Regions from separate parts of the Sus scrofa genome. Here region 1 is linked to region 2. A link is a contact called in public promoter capture Hi-C data. All regions are on one chromosome and are shown on one strand. Each heading gives the region's core, a stretch centred on a gene start, on an enhancer-like site or on the middle of the called end of the contact. The rest is flanking DNA. Distances are from core to core; before and after follow the strand shown. Region 1 holds the start of MIGA2 (mitoguardin 2). Region 2 holds the start of KYAT1 (kynurenine--oxoglutarate transaminase 1).

Region 1 (7,391 bases), core at 3,451-5,950, 130 kb after region 2:
CGGGCAAGGTGGCACCTACAGAGAGGAGCTGCCAGGCGTTGATAATAACCGCCCCCATGCCTTCTGGCTGACTCCTATCCCAGGGCGGACTGGCCTCAGGAGAGTGCCCTGAGTGTGCTCTCTGGCCCAGGTCACATTTCAAGGCCCTGTCTTTTCTGGCAGCCACCCTGCCCCATGCCCGCCAAAAGGAAGGGCCCAGCGCTTCAGAGGCTGATGCCTGTGGAGTCCGAGGCTGCTCCCTGCAAGATGGGAGCAGCAGGGGGTGGGCGTGCAGAGCCAGAGAAAGCCTCTATTTATAAAGCTCCCAGCTCCCTCCTCCACCCTGGAGGCTGGGGCCTGGGCACTCGCTCCCACTCCAGTATGGGCCACCCACTGGGCCTGCTCCCACCAGGCAACCTTAGGCCACAGGGCCCAAGCCTCCCCACATACCCCAGGCTCTGCAGGCCTGGCCAGATCAGGTGCTAGGGCCCCACAGTTGCAGGAAACTGGCAGATCAGGTTCTTACCAGATGTGGGAGATAAAGCGGTTGCCATACCAACAGTGGGGAAGATTTTTTGCCTTCTGGATGAACTGGCACTCGCCAAGGGGCTCCAGGCTCCTGGCATCCCCAGTAGGGTGGGGGTCACCCACAGGGCTTAGAACATGGAGCAGCAACCCCCCCTAGGGCATTAATTCTCAACGGATACTGTGCTTTCTAGTAAACATGGGCACACGGGCTGGGCTCTTCCAGAGAACCAACAACCAGGCCAAGGACAAACAACAGGACCTGTTCCCGGAACGCTGCGACTGCAGTCACCCTTGGAGGCAGACATGGTGTGACACCCAATTGACAGAAGGGGACACGGCGGTTCCGAGAGAAGTGACTTGCCCCAAGGTCACGTGCTGCACGGGTACAACGCTAACCACGTTACACCAAGAGTGACTTACCTTTCGTGTGCACGTCCATGCAGAGTGCCTGGGACAGGGACACCTCCATGCTGGGAGGGTAGGGGGATTGCTAAGGCCATTTTTCAGATTGAAAAACTGAGGCCCAGCGAGGTGGAGCCCCCATCACCACCTCAAAGTCACAGGAGGGGACGCCACACCCACAGCTAACTCCTGGTCTTCGCCATTACATGAAAAGCTGCCTTAGTTTCTCTCTTTGTCCCTAACAAGGTGGGTAGGACTTGTTCTAATCTCAGCATCGCAGCTTCCCCCAAGGAGGGCATGGGAGCCAAACCCTGGCCCTTTCCCCATCCCCCCAGGCCCAGGGACATAAGAGGAAGCAGGCCTCCCAGGGAGCAGAAAGGAAATAATCCCAGCCTTTCTGGCTTCCGGACTGACTAGCCAAGCGTGCAAAAGGGGCCTGAGGGAATCAGAACCACCAGCCCATTGCACAGGTGCACCAGTGAGGCTCAGAGAAGGGGTCAGGGAGGGTGCACGAGTCCTTGGGCCTGGAACTCGGGCCTCCAAACGCCTGCTGGGAATCAGAGTCACTGCTGAGCAAGGGCAGGAAGGCAAGGGCCGCCTGGTGCCCTCTGCCCTCCTCAAAAGAGCCCCCACCGGAGCCGGGGCAGACAGACACCAGGTCAGCGGATAACCCGGCCAGCCGGCCGGCCGGTCGAAATGGTGGAGGCTGACGCCTCCCCGCCAGGCAGCAGGGCCGAGGTCCGGCTCATTCCCCGGCCCCGGGCCACGCTGAGGGTGCGGCCAGTGTGGCCGGCCGCCCCGGGCTCTTTCTAGCTACTGGACAGCGCAGGAGGAGGGGCGGTGGGGGGCTAGGGCGACCCCCGCAGCGGGGAAGGGGCGGCGGCCGCGAGGGCCTTCTCCCGTGGCCCGGACTCTGCTGCTGGGGCGCCGCCGGCCGCACGGGGCCCAGGGCGCACGGCCTCACCTGCACGGCCCGGGTGAAGAAGATGCCCGCGTCCGATGCCAGCTTCTTCATGTTGAAGTCCATGGTGCTCCGCAAGGCCGGCTGCGCCCGAACCGAGCGCCGCCCGACAGCCTCCAGGCCCACTGCCGCCGCCGCCGCCGCCGCCGGCCCGCACCGCGCCCACCTGCTGCCGGTGCGCCGGCCCTACGCGCGCCAGTCCCAGCCGCCGCCACCGCCGCCACCGCCGCTGAGCCTGCCGGAGCGCGCAAGGCGGGGCGCGGGCCGCGGGGGAGGAGCCGCGCCGAGGGGCGGGGCGAGGGGCGGGGCGGGGCGGGGCGGTGGAGACCTTGCCCAAGGCTGTTCGCGGCTGCCCCCTGCAGCCCGCCGGGATTTTATCCTCTCTCGGTTCCTCGTCCTGTGCCGGCCACTCCAACCCCCGCTCCCCACCCTCCGCCCCGACCTATTTGTTCCTCTTTTTCTCCGTTAGTCCGTTCACATCCTTTTCGCCTCCTGGGTCCTCTGTCTCCCTATTGCTCGGCCTCTTTTGCCCTGGATATCTCTGTGCCCCCGGCCGTCACCTTGATCTCTCTAGCCCCCTCTCCTCTTCTGCCCTACCCTGGTGACACTAAGAACAACCGAGCCAGGGGACAGGCCGGCTGGGGACTCGTCCTCCACCGCTGGACAATGGCTGTTTGGCCCCTGGAAACTCTGTGGTTCCCCAAAGTTGGAGGAGGGCGTGGGGAAGGCGGTTAAAGGGAGGGAAAGGGGAGAGAGTCTTCATTCTGCCCAGGTGGGGGAACCCACTAACCTCCAGGCATGGATGCCTGCTGACCTTGAACCAGCCCCTCACCGCTCCAGACAGGCAAAAGGACGGCCTGCACTTCACGCCTCCCTCCCATGGGGCTTGGAAGGGGCTCGTTGCCTGTTTCCACCGCTCTTGTGGAAGGCTATCTCTAGGCTTCCTCTTCTAACCCAGGTGTGAGCCCTTTTCCTGAACTGATAAACTTTCCTCTCTGCTCTGTCCCCTGGATTCCTGGCTTTATCTCCTTGCACTTGCACCAGTTCCCCATCACCTACTGCCTGCCTGCGCAGGGTAAGCTTCAAGGCACCTGTGGGCTTATTAAAAATCCAGACCCTGGCCTTACTCCCAGCCCTGGTTCTCTCAGTGCAGTTGGGGCCTGGCAGGTGGAGTTTTGAAAAGCTTCCAGGTGACTTAAATGTGTACCCTAGGTTCAGAACTATTGATCTTCATTATTATCTACTTGGAGCCACCATCAACTTTCATATCACACACCTGCAGTTATCATCTCTAGTGGTTTGTTTTTTGGCCGTATACACTGCATGTGGGTACAAACCCTTAACCTGTTATGCCACAAGGGAACTTCCTCTATGTGTTTTTTTGTATGTGTTTCTCTGTCTTCACTATGTATTTCTATTCATCTCTCTTGATAAATTGACTTATTTACCAGTGTCAGCTTATAGCTGACTATGTGATTCCTTTAGCCAGCATCCAGCCATATCATCTTTCAACAGCCATAAATCGATATAGTAATATGCTCATTCACTTGGTATCCACATGTTAAAGAAAAAAATATTCATGATACCTGTTGGAGTTCCCGTCGTGGAGCAGCGGAAACGAATCTTACTAGGAACCATGAAATTGTAGGTTCAATCCCTGGCCTCGCTCAGTGGGTTAAGGATCCAGCGTTGCCATGAGCTGTGGTGTGTAGGTCGCAGACGAGGCTCGGATCTGGCCTTGCTGTGGCTCTGGTGTAGGCTGACACCTGTAGCTCCAATTAGACCCCTAGCCTGGGATCCTCCATGTGCCGCGAGTATGGCCCTAAAAAGACCAAAAAAAACCCAAACCAAAACAAACAAACAAACAAAAAAAAATGGTAAGGACCAAGAGAGGCTACTGCGGTGGAGGTTTTGCAATAGAGAGAGAGATTGGGCTCAACTCCAAACACAAGGACAGGTGGAGCTTCATAGCCAAGCAGAGTAGGGGTCATTGGATGGAAAATGACTAAGAAGGAACACGGAGGCTAGTGAAATTCTTGCTGAATGCCGGCCAGGTGATAAGATATTGAGGCTATCTTCCCCTGTGGCTCAATGGGTTCAGGATCCATCCTTGTGGCAGCCGCTGGACAGGTTCATCCCTGGCCTGGGAACTTCTGCATGCCAAAAAGAAAGTGTTCGACAAATATGGAGAATGATCAGGTGATGGGGATTTTGCTAAACTGACTCTGCAGGATTCTTGCTAAAACAGAACCCTACGAGATGGGAAGCTCAAAGTTGAGCCTAGTGGAGCAGAGGGCTCAGAGGCGCCTGACTCAGATTGGTCAAGGAGAAAAGTCCTTATAAGCACTGTGTTAACAGGCATTGGCTCACTTGACTCCCAACTCTCAGGGAGACAGAGAGGCGTGGCGCTTTTGCAAACAACTCCAGAAGGTGGGGTGGCAAGTGTTTAGGATGCTGTGGGAAGTCAGAGATGGTGACCTTGGAAAGTGGGCGCTTGAAGGGCAGGAAGAACTTGTCCGTGTGGGAACCAGCGGAGGTGGAAGAATCAAATACAGGGGCTCAGTCCACCGCCGCTACCTTCTACAACGCCGCTTCGAAACCTGATTGCTCCGTCTCGTCTCTTTAAGAGCGGCCCCGCCCCACTCAGCCATCTGGGTCAATCTAATCCCGATGGCCAATCACAGGAGAAAAAAAAAAGAGCACTTCCGCGCCTCAACCGCACTTAGGGGGCGGAACTGAAGGAACCAAGAGGGTGAGACAAGGTTGGTCACGTGGCTCACCCAATTGGCCCGAGGCCGGGCGGTGCGGAAGAATCCGGCGCCGCTCATTGGCCAAAAGAAGGTCGACCCTGCGTGAGGCCACGCCCCCAGAGGCCCCGAGGTTGGTTGCGCGGGCGCCGGGGAAGGAGACGCTGCCCTTCTGCAGCGATGGGATCCCGGGTGAGTGAGGGCTGAGTGCGCGGGGCAGGCGGGCGGCGCGGCAGGGTCCGGGGCTGAGGCTTGTAGTGAGGGGGATCGGAGCGTACGCGGGGGACTGCGTTCGGGCGCAGGTGTCCCAGCTCAGCCGGACGAGAAGGGCCCAGGTTGGAATGAGCAGGTACTCGGGCCGTGGGCGTCACGAGAAGTGGAACGGAAGGTACCCGGTCCACTGAAGATGTCCGGGCTTGGAACACTTCAGAGATCTAAGCAGGGGCGCAGTACTGGACCCAGGCTGGGCAAGTACCAGGATGGAAGAAGCTGGTGCGTGGGCCGGTGGACGACCCTCAAGGATATTCCGGGTATTGGGGCAAGAAGAGGAGGGGGCCTGACCAGTGGCTGCAAGTTGTCCGGGTTGGAAAGAGCAGATTCCGAAGAAGGGGGTATTGCTGAGGTCCAGCGTGGGAGTGCTCCAAGTCGGTCCTCGTCGGACTGGTGAGGTGTCCTGCCGGGATGAAATGAACTGAGACTGGGCAGCGGGAGCCTCAAGGGAGTGCTTGGGCTGCGGATATTGCTGGGATCAAAGTGGAATGAGGAATGCTCAGGCTAGTGTCATTTATGGGGTAGTTCAGGACAGGGGAGGAGGTACCCAAGTTAGAAAGCGTGGGAATCCAAGCTGAGGGATTATAAGTACCTCACTGGGGGTGGAATGAGGAAATTCTTGCGCAAGGTTACAAGGCAGGAGAGGTGACTTGCCCAGGTGAGGATGGCATTAGGAGTGTCCACATGGTGGAGGACATCGCCATGGGCTTGTCATCATGGGGAAGAGGTGGAGGCATGTTTCATTTGGCTTTGGATCTTGGGGGGGGGTCGTGGATAGATAGGCTATAGTTGGCCTGGATCTGGATCCATCTCTGGCGTGAAGCTGCCTTGAGGCCGGTGGTGTTACCTGGCACCTGCCGCTCTTCTTAGTCGGGGCAGCAGAGGCTGCTCTTGACTTTCCTGCAGGCGCCTGCCAAGCCTCCCAGACCTGTCACACTCCTGAGCATGCGTTCAGGCTCATATTTGTAACTGCATGTGGGCTTCTCTCTTGGGGGCCCAGATGTGGCCATGGAGGGAGAGGTGGCAGTTGTGGCAGGTAGCAGAGGTGAAACACCACAGCCTTGGGGCCCCCTGAGCTGAGGTCGTATCCCAGCTTGGCCATTTACTCCATGACCTTGGTCAGATCGATGACCTTTCGGAGCCACAGTTTCCCCATCCCTGAGATAAACAGTGCTTGTTTTGAGGGTTCTGTGAGTGACTAGACTCAACACCCTCCATGGAGAGCCTGTGCCAAGCCTGGTCTGTTAAAGTAAGTGCTTGGGCGATAACATGCTGATCCTGTGATGTTCTCGTCTCCCTTTGTTCTAGGCTTGGGCCAAGTTGGGAGGGTGAGGGGGGTGGCTTAGGATATTAACCTGAGCCCTGACCACTGGCGGTCACATAACTCAGCTGATAGCCTCCTGGCAGGTTGTCCCCTCCCCTTGGCCACATGAGTTTCCTCAGCCCTAGAACATTGCCTGCTTGCCCCCCCTTGCACATGAGTGTGCGTAGACACACACACACACACACATAAAGAGCCCACCCCAGCCCTAGAGCTAAACTGGTCAGATTGTTCGTGCTTCCCATTCACCGATTAGCCATTTCTTGTGCTTGTCCAGTGACTTTGGCCACCATCCCAGGTAGACAGGGTCTGTCTGGGCTGCACTAATCCTTGTGTTTGAAGTCCCCAGAGATCCTGAGGGTGTCTTAGGTTTGGTGGTGGCAATTGGGGAAGGCTCTGTAGGATCTTGGGGACTGGGTTATGTGTGCTTAAGCCACTTACTTGCTGGCCTTGGAATGGGGCCTTGGGGTACCCTAGGGGTCTCAGGAGACCGCAGGGGAAAGTTGCCCTTGTGGTCTGTGGTTCTGCTAGAGCCTCTGCTTCCTGCTCCATGTCAGATCTGGCAAAAGAGTTGTATTAAACACAGGGTCTAAAGTCTGGTAGGGAGTTCCCCTCATGGCTCAGCGGAAACGAATCTGACTGGTATCCATGAGGATGCGGGTTCCATCCCTGGCCTCGCTCAGTGGGTCAGGGATGCGGTATTACTGTGAGCTGTGGTGTAGGTCACAGATGCAGCTTGGATCTGGCATCGCTGTGTCTGTGGCGTGGGCTAACAACTGTAGCTCGATTCAACCACTTGCCTGGGAACCTCCCTATGCGCCGGGTGCGGCCTTATAAAGCAAAAATAAATAAGTAAATAAGTTAAATAAGCTCTGGTAGATCTTGGTCCAAGTCCTGACTCCACCTCATGTCAGCTGTGTGACCTTGGACTTCTGACTTAACCTCTCTGAGCTTCAGTTCCCTTACTAAAAATTGACTGGGGTGCGAGACGTAGATCACGTCGACGTCACAGAGCTGTGATGATTCAGTGCAATAACGTGTGAGGAACGCAGCACAGACTACCATGCCGTTGGAGGAAAAACCTGCTGTTTTCATCTAGAGTCCACAGGAAGTACAGCACTCTTGGCTTAGTGGGAGGCAGAAAAGATGTAACGATTCTTCCCCAGGGGCCTGGCCCTTTAGA
Region 2 (7,277 bases), core at 4,503-7,002:
ATTTCTACATAGTCTGATTTTTAATTTTTATTTTATTTATTTTTAGTGTTATTTTTTGGCTGCACCCATGGCATATGGAAGTTCCCAGGCCAGGGACTGAATCTGAGCCACAGCTGCAACCTATGGCACAGTAGTGGCAATGCAGGACCCTTAACCCAGCACACCACAGTGGGAACTCTCAGTCTGATTTTTTTTTGTCTTTTTTTTTTTTTTGTCTTTTTGCCTTTTCTAGGGCCGCTCCCGCGGGATATAGAGATTCCCAGGCTAGGGATCTAATCAGAGCCATGGGGACTGGCCTACGCCAGAGCCACAGCAACATGGGATCCAGCTGTGTCTACGACCTACACCACAGCTCACAGCAACGCTGGATCCTGAGCAAGGCCAGGGATCGAACCTGAAACCTCATGGTTCCTCGTGGTTCGTTAACCACTGAGCCACGACGGAAACTCCTGATTTTTTTAATTTTTTATTTTAATGAGGCTGTAAAGTTCTGAAATCAGACCTTGGACTGAAGCCATTTGCTATTGCGTGACTTCTGGCAAATTACTAAATCTTTCAGAGAATCATTTCTTCTCTTTGGTCTTTTTTTAGGACCCTACCCGTGGCATAGGTGGGTCCCAGGCTAGGGGTCCAATCGGACCTATGGTTGCTGGCCACAGCCACAGCCACAGCCACGCCAGATCCGAGCCGCGACTACAACCTACACCACAGCTCATGGCAACGCTGGATCCTTAACCCACTGAGCAAGGCTAGGGATCGAACCCGCAACCTCATGGTTCCTAGTTGGGTTCAGGGTTAACCACTGAGCCACGATGGGAACTCCCAGAGAATCCTTTCTGAAAGGAGACTAATGAGGGTTCCTGCCTCACGGGCTGTTATAAGACATCAGTGAGATAACACGTGAAAACCGCTTAGCGTGGGGCCGGGCAAGGAGGCCCCGTTCCACCATCATCACCATGTTGCTGTTATTTACTGAAATTTAGTCTGAGAAAAAGTGGGTGAGGCAGGCAGCTCTGGGGAAGCCACCCCACCTGGAGAGGGGAACAGAAACTCACCAGGAGACATTCCGGTGCAGCCTCGCAGGCAACCAGGATCTCGGGGTTCCCTGCTGCTGGTGCCCTGGGGTCAGTACCCTCCCCCCCACATGCCTCCATCCGTCCGGGCAGCTATTGGCCACCTTCTTGGCCAGAAGACACTGTGACTAGTCAACAGCAGGTGGCTGACCCCTAGGGACACGTCTCAGTGACCAATACTCTGGCAGCTGATGTCAGCTGTACCTCCCGCTGGATACAACCTGCGTTGAGTAAAGTCCAAAGGCTCCTTGGCCTGGCCTTTGGAGCTGGCCTGAATCCATGCCCTGTGGCTGCCGTGTTCTCTCCTCTTCCAAACACACCCATCCCTTGGAGGGGGTTTTTCGTCTTTTTTTATTTTTGGCTTTTTAGGGCTGCACCCACGGCATATGGAGGTTCCCAAGCTAGGGGTCGAATCGGAGCTGCAGCCACTGGCCTCCACCGCTGCCACTGCAACCCCAGATCTGAGCTGTGTCTGTGACCTACTCTGTGGCTTGTGGCAACGCCGGATCCTTAAGCCACTGAGCGGGGCCAGGGATCAAACCTGTAACCTCACGGTTCCTAGTCAGATTCGTTTCCGCTGCGCCACAACAGGAACTCCAATCCTTTGCTTTTGACTAGACGTTGTCCATCTCTGCTCAAGCTGTGCTCTGCCTGGCAGTGCCCTCCAATCCCATCCCCCGGCAGGGCTGAGCCCTGGCTTGGCCTCTTCTCTGAAGCCTTCTGTGTTTGGCCTGCACCCTTCTCTGCACTCAGAGCACCTACGATGCGCCTGGTCTCTGCGCGGAACCCTTTCATCTTCACAGGAAGCCTCCAGGAAGGTGTCACCGTCCCTATTTTGCTCCAGAGGAGAATGAATAAAGCTCACTCAGCTGAGAGCTGGGATTCAAATCCTGGTTTGCCTGTTTCCAGAGTCCAAACCCTTCCTCTCGAAATCCTTCTTTCAGGAGGTGGGTGCTGCTGCCTCTATCAGCTCCGCTGCCCGCAGGAGACCATCAGCCTTTTCCGACAGGAGCCACACCTTATCCAGCTGCCACCCTGCCTGGTGGCTTGCAAGGACAAGCAAGAGGATTTTGGCTCTGCAGCCTGGCCCCCCATCACCTCAGCCAGTTCTGTGTGGTAAGGATACTAGGTGTTACTAGGCGCATTTGGAGTTCCCTGGTGGCATAGCCAGCTAAGGATCCAGCATTGTCACTGCTGTGGCTCCGGTCGCTGCTGTGGCACAGGTTCGATCCCTGGCCCAAGAACTTCCACATGCTGTGGGTGCAGGCAAACAGAATTAAAAAAAAAAAAATAGAGGCACACTTGGTATTTGGCTTGAGTCAGTTTTTCTTTCTTTTCTGGCTGTGCCTGCAGTACTCAGAAGTTCAGGGCCAAGGTTCAAACTTGCTCCACAGATGCTTAACCCGCTGAGCCACCAGGGAACTCTCCTGAGTCAGTTCTTTACTGGGCAGGTCTATATGGTGCTGGAAAGATGCTGTAGGTGCCCCCCCCCACTTACTGAGAAAACACAATCCATGGCACTTTTAGAATAGGAGCCTAGGGAGGGCGGACCAGGTAAGACCAGTCTGTTACGCCAGCAGCCACAGATGATGAAAGCCTGGATTTATAACTTAGATAAAACGTCCCAGTTCCACTCTGAACTAGCGACAGGACCTTGGTTGTGTCATACCAGGCTCAGCTTTCTCATCTGTACAATGGGGACAATAATAATGCAATCACCCCCCCAAAAGCATTTAGCACAGATCCTGGCCCACTTAATCTTTCAGTGACAATAAGCTATTAACATGGAAACCTCTAAAGCTTTCCATAAAAATCAGTTAACCAAACAGAACAAAAAAATCTCTCGCAGATAATGAATCCTGATTTTTTTGTCTGTTTCTTTGGGATCTAAAAACACAGACTCCCTGTAGGACAAGTGTCTGGTGAAAACTTGTCAAATCTGGAAGTTGTCTTGTGGCTCAGAGGGTTAAGGATCTGGTGTTGTCACTGCAGTGGCTTGGGTTGTTGCTGTGGCGTGGGTTCGATCCCTGGACCAGGAACTTTCACATGCTGAGAGCTTGGGCAAAAAGCCCCAACACTTGTCCAGTCAATGGTTCTCCCCTAAGGGAGGTGACAGCCTGTCTGAGGAACTATAACAAGTTCACTGACTTACACATAGTTCCTCTTGGCTTTCAAACTGGCAAAGGAGAAATGGCTTCTGGAGCCCAGGGCACAGGTTTGGTGGGTAGGGATCTCAAATGAGATTCCAGTAGGCAGCCCACTCCTTCCTCCTCCTGGCATGGGATCAAGCTCCAAAATCAAAATCTCACTCTGTAGGGCAGTTTTACACATGGCAGAAAAAAGTAATGAATGCATCTAGGTTTCATGCCAGGATGAGAGAGAGTCCTGTCAGTTTTACAGATGGAGGAACTGAGTCTCAGATGGGGAAAGGACTTACCCCAAAATCCAAGGCCTAGGAAAGCAGAGAAGGGCCCCCAGCTGTGAAGCCAAAGCTTGTACCACTCTCTGGTACAAGAATGAGGGAGTGAGATGAGCATTTGGGAAATATTTCAGGAAGCTGGCAGTGCCATCTGGGAGTGGGATGTGGCCCCACGTCTGTTAGGTCAGGAGTGACTTTGGCCTCCTGGCTACAGAAATGGGGGGATCACACTCAGCTAGATGTCCCAGCACACAGGCAATCTGATAACCCTGGGACTTTGCCATATTGACACCTTTGCTCCATGGGCAGAGTGTCTGCGTCAGCAAGCTGGATGCCACTCTAGGGGCCAAAGGAATGGGAGGGGGACATCAGAGGGAAAGATTTCTCATTGCTAACTCTCTGTTATTTATTTATAACATGCAGAAGTACCCAGCATGCAGAAGTACCCAGGCCAGGGAGTTCCTGCTGTGGCTCAGAGGGTTAAAATGTGACTAGTATCCATGAGGAGGTGGGTTCCATCGCTGGCCTCTCTCTGTGGGTTAAGGATCCGGCATGGCCGTGAGTTGTGGCGTAAGTTGCAGAGGTGGCTGGGATCTGGCATGGCTGTGGCTGTGGTTAGGCTGGCAGCTGCAGCTCTGATTCAACCCCTAGCCTGGGAACCTCCATATGCTGCAAGAGTGCTCCCCCCTCCCCGCAAAAAAAGAAGTTCCCAGGCCAGGGATCAAACCCAAGCCACAGCAGTAACCAGAGCCACAGGAATGATAACACCAGATCCTTAACCTGCTGTGTCACCAGAGAGCTCCTGGGCAACTTTAAAAAAAATTGAAGTATAGTTGATTTACAATGTTGTGGTGGGCAACTTTCTTCACTTCTCTGCACTTACTGATCTGTAAAATGGGGCTAATTGGCATGTAAAGCAGGCCAGGTGGGAGCACTCAGCGTCAGTCATTGTAGTTAGTTCTACAGGAGGGGACATGGAGGCTCTGGGAGGTATGTGCCTGGTCCAGAGTCTCAAGGCTGGAAGAAGCAAGTCTTGGGCTCCAGATTGGGTTCTGGGCTCCAAAGCGCGCTTCTCTTCATTCTACACTATGGTTGTCTCCTGACCATTCCAGCCAATAAACAGTTACTGGATTCTGCTGTGTGTCAGGTTCCAAGTGAATTGTGTGGTTGATAACAAAACAAAAACAAACAAACAAACAAAAAGGCTTCTCAAGAGGGGGATAAGCAAGAATGATGGCATTAGTGTAAACTCCTCCAGGGCTCAAATTCCAGCTTTTTCATTTCCTGGCTATGCGACATTACTAAGGTCCCTAATTTCTCAGCCTGGTTCCTCCCGTAATGGGGAAATACAAGACCTTCCAGCAGGAGAGCTGAAAGCACGCACCTGTCAGCCCTAGATAAACCAGAACCGGTCATTATTCTCATCTTCCCACTTTATTTTTAACCAACCTGTGCACTCGGTAGTAAATTCTTCCCCCATGTCCAGATCCCCAGGATCCCGGTTCTCCTGTTCGAGGCCACCCCAGTGAACAACTTCTCTCGCATTTATTTGACAAGGCGGCTGGTTCACACACCCGCAGACACCCGTACCCCTCCCCACAACACGTTCTTTCAAAACAATCGGTAGTATGATTAACGCTGTTCTTTTCGCTCCTTCCTTTTCCCATCTAAGTTATCTTGGAAGTCGTCCCATATTAGTGCGTATTGAACATTTTTCTTTTTAGTGGAGGCACTGTCTTTCAATGTACGGATTCTGTCTTAACGTGGTTGCCGTTACTATTATCAATCTGGATACTCCGAGGGCTCGGGATCCATAGAGCTGGAGTCCGGCACCCCGTTCCAGACCCGGCTCTGCTCAGATTTCGTCCAGTTGCATTGGGTTCTCTCTTCCCCACCGACTGCTGGGGGTGGGGGAGTGGGGGATGGGGGTGCAGAGAGGATCAGCCCGGAAGGTCCCTGTGTCCGAGTGCGGGTCAGCGAGAAGCGCGCGCAACGGCTCCCGGCTGGGTCAACCTTTCAGCGCAAACGAAGCGAGGGGTCTGGCACAATCGAGCTCGGAACCAGTTACCAGGCCCTCCCGCCACGCCACCTGACTTCGGGGCAGCAACGCTCAGGCAGCAGCTACTCACCCCCGCCTCGGCCGCTTCACCCTTCGTCCCCAAGCCGGCAAGGTTACAGCAGTCCCTGTCCCTTTAAGGGGGCCGAACCCCGGCTCCGCTACTTCCGCCCCAAAGCAACATGGCGCCAGCAGGGAGAGGAGGAGGAGGTGAAGGCTTGGAGACTGCGCCCCTCAAAAAGATGGCAACACCCTGGCCGCCGCGTTCGCGCCCGACGGTGACGTCACTTCCGGGGCGGAGGAGGCTGAGTGGTGCAGTGAGGGACAAACAAAAGGAGGCGCCGGAGGGGCGCTGCAGCCGGCGGCGGGACGGCGAGGCGGGGGCTCGGAGCTGCCGGCTGGGCGGCCGGGCGCGGCGGGCTCAGGTAAGAGAGTGGGGAGGGGAAGGGGGCACGAGCTGTCACCTCTCGAAATCCACTCCTATACGTCCCCGGCCAGCTGTCCGGCCCCGGGCGCCCTGGACAGGTCGGGTTCTGCCCGCCGGGGCCGGCTCCCTGGAGGCCTCCTGCCGCAGCTCAGTTCGGCCTTCCTCCGGGTTCCCCATCCCCGGGGTCGCTGGGGCCCCCACCCTCTCCGCGGTGCCGCGGCGCGCGAGCCCCCTCCCAGGCACCCCAGTGCCTCCTTGCGCTCTACATACCGGGAGTTTCCGCCTCGGCTCCCCCAGGTCCCCTTGTCATCCCCTGGGTTCCCCCAGATCCTCACCCCTCCACACACACATACCCCCTTCCTAGAGGTTCCACCTCTGGGATCTCTTCTTGGTAGTTTTTTTTTTTTTTTTCGTTTTCAAAAAAGCCCCTTCTCCTGGGCTTCTGACACCCCCCTCTTTCCTGGACCCCTCCCTCTCCTTGATCCGGCGGGAACTGTGCCCTGATCTGGGGCAGATCCCTGGCTAGGTTCTTGGGGGCTCTCTGGACTGAGATTCCTGGGAAACCTGGTCCAGGGTCCGAGGCTCTGGACCCTACAGATGTCCTGTGCATCCAGATGGGCGGGAGAGCCAGGTCTGATGAGGTCCAGGCTGGAGGTCCAGCAAAGTTGGCTCCCAAGGTGAAGGAGCTGAGCTGCCGGCATTTGAGGTTCATGATGATTCTGCTCCTTTTGTAGACTGCTTCTTTCCCCTGGTCTGGACTGGAGTGAACCAAGATTGAGCTGGTTCTTAGCTGATGCAACTGCTGCCTTTTTTGGGAAGAAGGAGTGGTGGTTGGGGGGTGTCTGGCAACCTCCTCCTGCTGGAGATTTGGCTGGAGAGGGGGGCAGCCCTTGGTGACCACACTCCTCCTTGATGGAGGCTTCCCTACCCCCCAGGAACCTTTTGAGGATGAAGAGGGAGAGAGCTTGATGAGGGAAGGGGAATTTGGATCTCAACTACAGAGGAAGGCTGGGACAGCTGAAAAGCTCCCAAAGGCCTCTCCCACCTTTTCCATTACGAGTGCTTTTTACCCCTGCCAAACTGTATCCTGCCCTCTGAGCAGACCGTCTGGCAGACAGACAGACTGGAGGCAGGAGGAGGAGGTCCGATGCTGTGATCCTTCCTGTGGAGGGACGGGGCAGTGGGAGTTTGTTCAGAGGAACTGGGCAGTGCCTGTGGCCCAGTCACACTGGCATTGCTTCCATGAAGGTCACGTTTTCTTCTGGCTCACAAGGGGAGGGAAGGACAGCTGACTGGTGCCAG

What was found. Promoter capture Hi-C pulls out the DNA fragments that hold promoters and counts their contacts.
Region 1: a promoter capture Hi-C map of liver shows a contact between it and region 2, with 3 times the contacts expected there. The contact joins the promoter of MIGA2 here to the promoter of KYAT1 in region 2. A contact is called at or near these places in 2 of 5 promoter capture datasets (fetal liver and liver) and 8 of 47 Hi-C or Micro-C datasets (embryonic fibroblasts, epiblast stem cells, heart right ventricle and 3 more).

What each region holds. Positions count from the first base shown.
Region 1 is chr1:269,330,238-269,337,628 of Sscrofa11.1, forward strand. It overlaps MIGA2 (mitoguardin 2), which reads left to right and starts at 4,701. Exons shown (of 17, transcript XM_001928959.6): 1 at 4,701-4,809. SH3GLB2 (endophilin-B2) reads right to left here and starts at 2,114. Exons shown (of 10, transcript XM_021069904.1): 1 at 1,874-2,114. The coding sequence starts at 1,936.
Region 2 is chr1:269,203,801-269,211,077 of Sscrofa11.1, forward strand. KYAT1 (kynurenine--oxoglutarate transaminase 1) reads right to left here and starts at 5,753. Exons shown (of 13, transcript XR_002337758.1): 1 at 5,622-5,753. LRRC8A (volume-regulated anion channel subunit LRRC8A) reads left to right here and starts at 5,860. Exons shown (of 4, transcript XM_001928850.6): 1 at 5,860-5,973.